Linked DNA regions of Muntiacus reevesi: region 1 is linked to region 2. The links are chromatin contacts, called in public Hi-C maps. All regions are on one chromosome and are shown on one strand. Each heading gives the region's core, a stretch centred on a gene start, on an enhancer-like site or on the middle of the called end of the contact. The rest is flanking DNA. Distances are from core to core; before and after follow the strand shown.

Region 1 (4,172 bases), core at 320-2,819, 170 kb before region 2:
CCCCGGGTTCACTCTTTGGTCTTTTCTTTTCTCTAGTTATACTATATAGTTGATCTTAATCAGACCTTAAACACCATCTATATGGTGACAATCCCCACAGTTATGCCCACTCCAGATATCTAAATGTCTACACCTCTCTACATATGAATGTTTAACTGACACCTCAGATTTAACCATGTTTAAATCAGAATTGACAAATACTCTCCTCCCCACATAAAATCTGTTTCTTCTTTATTTTCTCAATCTCAGTAAATGTCAACTCCACCCTCCCAAGAGCCCAGACCAAAACTTGAGATTATCTTTCACTTTGCTCTCTTATACTCATATTTAATCTATCAGTAATTCTGATCTGCTTTGTATTTTCAGCAAAATCAGAATCTATAAACTTCTATCACTCTGATCATCCCAGCAGGTAATTTTTTGGTTGCTTTCTTGCATCTGTGGCTTATATAGCAACAGAAGAATCAGCTTACACATAAATGACTAACCCTGTGCACTCATCACTCGGCAAAAAAAACTAACATTTTTGCCATCTTCTTTCTTCCATTCCCTACCCTCCCTTTCTTTGGTGGAGGATTTTAAAACAAATCCCAGCAAAGTCATCCTTTTAGTGATCAGATCACCTTGCTCACAGCATTTGTTTCTCTTCTCAATAAAAGCTGAAATCTTTTCACAGGCCTACTAGACCTACTTGATCTGTCACTACACCCGGGACACCATCTCCTTCCACTGTCTTCTGTCCTGGCTGCTTCAGTTACCACAGAGGTCCTTAAACCTTAGTATCCTCTGGAAGGCTTGTCACAGCACAGGCTGCTGGGCTTAATCCTCAGAACTTCTGATTTAGATCTGAAATGGGCCTCGAGAATTTGCCTTTCTAACAAGTTCCCAGATCCTACCACTGCCCAGCGGCATACTTGGGGGAACCATCAGCTGCACTGTACTCTTTCACTTCTTCAAGGTCCAGGAGTCTTTGCACTGCTCTTCGTCTGCCTTGAGCACTCTTTGATACTCAAGATTCGCTTTCTTCCATCTCTTCTATATGACATATTTTGAGAGGCCTTCCTTGACCACCATTTAGCATCCTCCCCTCACCTAATTACCTGGTATTTTCATGGCAGGCAGGTGCAAGGGCACGGATACCTAGTTTTTCTCTGCATCCCATTCCAGTGCTGCAGATCTCTCCCAGTAAGCGCAACGAGGGGATCACAGCCTGAGAAGGGTGGCTCCAGTTCCTGCTTGGGACTCTGGACAGGCGAGCCATTTCTTCTTGCCTCAGTTTCACTATCTGTAAAGGAAGGATCGGCTACGCCCACTCCTCCCGCCTCCCAGGCAAACTGGGAAAGAGCAAAGCAAGCGCGCCTGTGGAGTCGGGCAGTCAGTGGACGCCGAAAGCCGGAACCAAGCGCTTTCCGACCGGACCCCGCCCTCACGTCTCGGGCTCAGGGGTTCGGGCGGGCCAACCCACCCTGGCAGCCCCCTCGGCGGCGGCAGGAAGAGGCGGGGCGGGGTCTCGAGGGTGCGTCACACCCGGAAGTGCCCTCCTGCCGCTCCGCCCCCAGCATCGCCGGCAGGCGGAGAGCGCCCGTGAAGTGGGGCTGCAGAGCTGGGCCGGCTGGCGGCGCCGCCTCTGGAGCGGGTGCCGGTGCGGGCGCGGGTGCGGAGCGGCGGTGGGCTGGCGCCCGGGCGGATGGGACGCGGCGCGACGGGCGGGCGGGGCAGGCGTCCGCAGCTGGAATGGTGCTGGCAGCGGCGGGCGCCCCAGAGCTGAAGCCCGAGAGGAGCCGCCATGGAGACGCCGCCGCGGCCTCCCGCGTGAGTGAGCGGAAGGGCAGCGGGCGGGGCTGCAGCGGCCCGGCCGCCGGGCGGGTGGCGGAACCCAGCTGACCCGCGGGCGGGGCGTCGCCGCGCCGGGCTGTAGGGAGGGTCCTCCGCTGGCTAGCTGGAGCCCTGGGAGGGCCGAGCATCGGCGGGATGGAGACACAGCATGCGCGCGAGGCCGTCGGAAAAGGAAGCTGCAAAGTACAGACACCGGTGCCGAGAGGAATTCCTCTCAGCTTGCCTGTTTCTCCGAATTCCTAGTAAAATTCTGTCCGAGGAGCTTGCACATCACTCGGAAAAAGCTCAGCCGCGACTGTACAGTGCATATGACCTCTTTCACCGGGCACTGCAGAGAATCGTATCCAGAAATCACAGCATCTTCTGGCACCCTGGGCGATTTAGTAGTGTACGACCTGCCAGGCACAGGTGTCTTTTCCTTGGTACCCAAGTACATTCAAGACCAGCTGCAATGAAATTGCTTCCAAAATAAGCTGAACAGTTACTTGGGAGACATTGAAGATATTGCATTATTCAGTACAAGATTTTTTTTTAAGCATTTTGTTAGAAGTGGACTATTAATCCCCCAGAATTTTGAACATTTCAATTTTGATTTACTTTCTTTAGTTTAACCTTTATAAAGGGACAAGAGCCCTTTGAATCTGACGTTTCAAACCGCCAGCAAATTTCTTCTGAGAAACCATGTACCTTTTTATGACAGCTTATTTTTGGAGCATTATCGTTTTTCATTTAGATTCGGCCAGCTTCACTCCAGGGCAGTGTACCACAGCAGCCTTTTGTAGCTATTTAATATAAATATTTGTTTTGGGCTGAAAATTTGTTTGATGTTGAGTCCTTTTAGGAGAGCTAATAGAATTCTGAAACTACAGTTTCTACAAGTGCCTTCCAGAATTTTTAGGTTGAGTAGAACAAGTCATGAGGATTAAGGAGTACCTGAGACTCGAATTCCTGGACTGGTAGGAACAAGAGCTCAGTTGCTTGTTGATGGTTGTGGCTTTGAGGGCTTTGTGATTTGTTCATGTTCTTCAGTAGGATTGGGAACACTCCTGAACCTCTAGGAAACATGATGGTGGTTGTTAGCATCAGCAATGTGAGCATAGTGTCAGCACGTGAGTTCTGCTCAGGCTCAGAGGCATGAAACGAATTGCTACCTCGCTGTTGACAACACATGGTATAGAGGATATCCTAGGTAGGGTGTTATTTGTCCTAAACCTACCCCGTTTATATCAATCCCCTGCAGACCCTGTTTTGCTTCGGAAGCAAAGTGAACTAAAGGAAAGAAAAGGGGTACCTTAGAATGCAGACGAGAAGAGGGTGTGGGAAAGCAGGCTCTGAAGGAAGGAAAAGAGAATGTTACACATTATTTAAATATAAGTAATGAAAAATGAAATAAATGTGAGCATGCAAATACTGATAAACTGAATCTAATACAGATCAACTAACAGAATATATTGGTGTCCAGCAGAGTTCTTTGCCACTGAGACTTCATCAGTAGTGCTGCAACAATGAGAGACTGAGATGTAATGGAAAACCAGGGGTGAAAGAAAGTTAAAACCAAAAAACTCCTTTCAGTCATTGGTGGCTTAAGTTGGTGAGACTTTTATTTCTGTTCATTTAATGATGAATAGAAATAGGTTTTGTTTTCATTTGATTTATCTAGGAATACTCTTAATTCCAGAACTGGAGTGTTTTTTACCTTTCTGTACATCAAAACTAGTTTTCCTTCCCGCCGCTTGGCCTCTGCCTCCACCCCCAATGGCGTTGTGTTTCCTGCGGCCCTGACTCTTGGGTGCTGGGTCTGAGAGACAGTGGCCCTCAGGGAGGGAGCTTTGCTGGGCCTCGCTGGGCTAGGACTGGGCTAGGCGGCCAGTGCCGGTTACTGGGAGGGCTCAGTGTTTCATGAGGTTAGATTTGTAGCTTGAGCTTAAATGCAAAGAAAGTTGTTTGATGGGGACCTACATGCTTTGGATGATGTGGTTGGAAGTGGGGACTCACATCCTCTTTGTATGACTGTCTTTTTATTTGTGCAAATATTTGTTTCTCCAAATATTTGAAATGCCTGTCTCTACCTGGCACTGAGTATTATACTTTTGCTTGTACTTTTTTTAACAACCTGTTTTGCATCATTTTCAAATCCCACCTTGCTCCTTTTCAGCCTGTTATGTCTTGGAAAGTTGGAGGCTACTGTGTCCAAGTCTCTGGTTCCTTTAGATGGACTTGTTGACATTAGCTTTTTTTTTTTTTTCCTTCTCCTCACCTTCAAGCTTTTCTCATCCTTTTTGATTCTCATGTTGATTGTCATGGACTTTATATCTCTGTTTGTTGTTTTTTGCATC
Region 2 (3,959 bases), core at 843-3,342:
ACAGTTCTTCAGATCAAGTGGCCAAAGTTGAGCTTCAGCTTCAGCATTAGCCCTCCCAATGAATATTCAGAGTTGCTTTTCTTTAGGATGGACTGATTTGATCTCCTTACAGTCCAGGGGACTCTCAAGAGTCTTCTCCAGCACCACAATTCAAAAGCATCAATTCTTTGTCACTCAACCTTCTTTATGGTCCAACTCTGACATCTGTACATGACTGCTGGGAAAACCAAAGCTTTGACTATATGAACTTTTGTCACCAAAGGGATGTGTCTCAATAAATTACCACTATTGTTGAAGTTCTCTAAACTGCCCATTTCTTTTTTTTTATTTTTTAATTTAAGGATAATTGCTTTGCAGAATTTTGTTATTTTCTTTCAAACCTTAACATGAATCAGCCATAGGTATACATATATCCCCTCCCTTTTGAACCTCCCTCCCATCTCCCTCCCCATCCCACCCCTCTAGGTTGATACAGAGCCCCTGTTTGAGCTAACCTCCTGTTTGAAGTAGTTTCCCATTTCTTCACTGGAAGGAATTGAGCATATTTCTGTTTTGTTTTTTGGAGTTATATGTTTCGTTTCAGTTCTAAATCCCCAAAATTTAAAATAATCATTTGACCATTTCACATACTTGCATCTTCTCTAATATTAAGAATAATATATCTTTAATGTAGTAAGTAGGACTCTAAGTCAGAAATAATAACCGACTTAGTATTACTGAGCATTGTGTGCAATGGGCTTACATATATACTCACATTTATTGTCATAAGAAACTATTATAATACCCACTTTAATAAGTACTGGATAAAATTTTGAGAAGTAAATTATCTAAGAGCACACTGCTAATGAGTGGCAAAGCTTGGTAGGTCCGACCCCATGGCATATGCTCTTCATCCTGCCTTAACAGAGGGCAGCGTATTTAGGCAGAGGGAAAAGTAGACTGCATTGCAGTCACACCCACCACCTCAGTCAATGGGAGAGCGGGGGGCGTGGTCTGTAGCTAAACTGGCCAATCAAAGGAATCCTAAATAGGGTTGCGGGTCTGGGCCTTTATACTCCCACTGGAAAGAAAAATGCCTCATGGGAAAATGGCTTTACCCATTCTCGGTCACTGAAGGCCTACTTCAGTCCTGAAGAGACCTAGGCTGTGCAACACACATCTACCCCAGGATACCACAGGCCTCCTGAAGACAGAGCTCTGAGCACGCAAGGGACAGATCCCATTTCTATTCATTTGATATGACTTCTGTCATGATACTTTACAAAGAACGTGGGTGTCAAATACATGGGACAGTTAGATGAATGGGTTGAGGGATTTCCTAAAGCAGATGGCAGCGGGCCTGTTATTTCAGGGACAAAAGTCAGTCTATGAGAAAAAAGTCACAGCTATAAGAAGCGATAGCGTCCCATTTGCACAAAGTCCTGCAAAGAAAATGCCTTCAACGAGAGCGAGTAGTGCCCTTGTGCAAATTTTAAAAAGGCTCTCTTAAGCGAAACCTTAATTTCGTGGATGACCCCTATCCGTGCACACCTCTGCATTCCCGGAGGGGCGGGAGGCGGCCGACCATGGCAGCAAAACCAACTGCTGCGCGTCGTCTCTTCTAAACCTCCGACTCTTGGCTTGCCGTGCTCAAACAGGAATCGCGCTGCATTTGGAGTTACCCACTTCCCACGTACATATAGGGGTTATCAGAGGACGCTAGGGTTGGGATGAGAAAGAGGTCTAAACTTTAGGCGCAACAGTGTTAAAGGGGCTCCAGTGAATACAGCGCCTAGTAAAGATTTCAGGGCCGGCGCGCCTGCAAACTCCCTGAGTGCGCATGCTCTTGGAAGGGGCTGAGGGTGCTGGGCGGGGCTGAAGTTGCTAGGCGACGTCTCAAGGCCTCGCGTCCGCCTAGCCGGGCAGGCGGACCAGCTACTGGCCGAACGCCTAGCTCTCACGATCCTCACTCCATCTGAGCAGCCAATGGCCGCGCTTCCAGTGCCATGTTCGCACGAGTCACACGATGCCGGCAGCTGCGTAGGCCAATCACGGCTCTCAGAAGGCGGGGCGGGGCCCACGCAAGCCAATAACAGCGGAGGAGCCCGTCGACTCCCAGGTGGAAGCGCCTATCGCAGCTCTGGAGGCGGTGGCGGCAGACTGGGTGGTGCATAAGGTGAGGGAACGGGGTGGACGGGCCTCGGTCGGCTCCCACGTACAGACGCCGGGACGGACGGCCTGGCGGCAGGTATGGGTGGAAACGATTGCAATCTCTTAATGTCGGAACCAGGCAGTGCTCAGCAGAGAGTGACCGTGACTAGAGGTCTACAAAAGGAAGAAGCAAGACCTGCTTGTAGGCGCGGCGGGGCGCGCGGGTGGGAAGGGCGTCCCGGAGGGTTCTAAAGGGTGAATAGCAATTGGGCAGAGGGCTGTACCGGCAAGAGAAGCTGTTTCGTGGCCAGAGAGGCCCGAAGCGGAGGACAGTCAGAGGCCTTCGTGTATCAGTACGGAGGGTGGGGGCGAAAAACTGAGAGTTAAAGGAGAGCAGAGGCCCAGGTGTTTCATCTGTGGGGAGGCGCTCCCTGAAACTGTAAGGGTCTGCAGAAGGGCTGAACCCTGTCTGCTGTTTACACGAATGATGGCCTCGTGTTTTAGAGGGAGGGTTTAAGAAGGGCACACTTGGAGGTGCTCGGCGTCCGGGCAGGGCAAAGGCCAGGCACTGCTGGCAGGTCTCAGAGACAGGGGAACTTCAAAGTTTCTATGGGGGATCCCCAGACGACTACATTTCTTTTTTTCTGAGTCTGTGACAGACCTCAAGTCAATCCAGTTGTGCAAGGAGGACAAAAAGAAAGAAAATTCACTCGTTGTTTCCCCTCTCCTCTCTTCCTTAATACCTATTTTTTGCTTTTGTTCAGTTGTCAGTAGTGTATCCATTTCCCTCCCTTAAATCTAGAGAGTAAACTCCTGAATGTTAATTAAACCAGTTGTCTCTAAATCGGGTACGTGTTTGAAGACTTAATCCAGGCAGCAGAGATAGAGATCTGGAATATTCTGTCCTAGATGACTAAGTAGGTAGTGGCATCAGTTCACCAAGTTAAAGTAGGTAGGGAGGGAGTGTGTGGGCAGAGTTGCCAGGAGTAGTGGCCGAATTTGAGGGCATGTTGACTTTGCTCTGCCTCCAAACTGCCTAAATTGGAGATGGCCAGTATACTTTTGGATAATCAGAACTTGGGGTTTTAGAGAGAGAGAGAGAGAGAGAGAGAGGATTTCAGCATATTCTCACAACAGGGAACAGATATGATCACTCCTGACAATCTAGAATAATTGGAGTAAGTCAAGCATCTCTGGGAAACTGTTCAGCCTCAATTCTTGAGCCTTTCTTTCTCAAAAGCTGTACCACAGACATACTCAACGGGAAAGTGCTGTATCCTTTCTTATCTCCTGGTTGAGTCTCTACAACTCATGTTTCTTCTGCTCAAAACCACCCATCGACCCCATCCCGCCTACTTTACTCTCTTTTGATCTAGTTAAACTAGATTTAACTGCCTTCACTCCACACTCCAGGTTTGAGTTTACATGCCTCTTTCTCTAAGATCTGTTTCCTGGGCCTCTCTGTTTTATATTTCCAACCCTTTATTGTTCTTATCACAGATGTTGTGACAGTCTTGTTCTTTCTTTGTATTCCTCCCTAGATTTTATGATTTGAAGTCAGGGGTGAGAGCAGCAGGAAGCGCAGTGGCTACAAATGGTACCACATGTTAAATCAGAGTGAATACATATGAATCCCAAGAAGCGAGAAAGGCAGGTATATCAAGGTGAGAAGTATCAAATTTTCCAGAAGGGCCAGATAAAATAACTCCAAAATATTTTTGTTGGATCTGGCAGCTGGGAAACTTAGTGATTTTATTTAGTAGGAGTAAATTCAGTGCATTGGTTAGAATACAAAACTGATTGTAATTGCTAGAGAATGGATGTGAAAT

What was found. Hi-C and Micro-C count contacts between places; a contact is called where the count stands out from the background.
Region 1: a contact with region 2 is called in a Hi-C map of blood, with 3 times the contacts expected there. The contact joins the promoter of KLHL2 here to the promoter of MSMO1 in region 2. A contact is called at or near these places in 2 of 3 Hi-C or Micro-C datasets (blood and muscle).

What each region holds. Positions count from the first base shown.
Region 1 is chr13:69,554,877-69,559,048 of mMunRee1.1, reverse strand. KLHL2 (kelch like family member 2) reads left to right here and starts at 1,569. Exons shown (of 14, transcript XM_065904666.1): 1 at 1,569-1,812. The coding sequence starts at 1,787.
Region 2 is chr13:69,388,238-69,392,196 of mMunRee1.1, reverse strand. MSMO1 (methylsterol monooxygenase 1) reads left to right here and starts at 2,092. Exons shown (of 6, transcript XM_065904675.1): 1 at 2,092-2,155.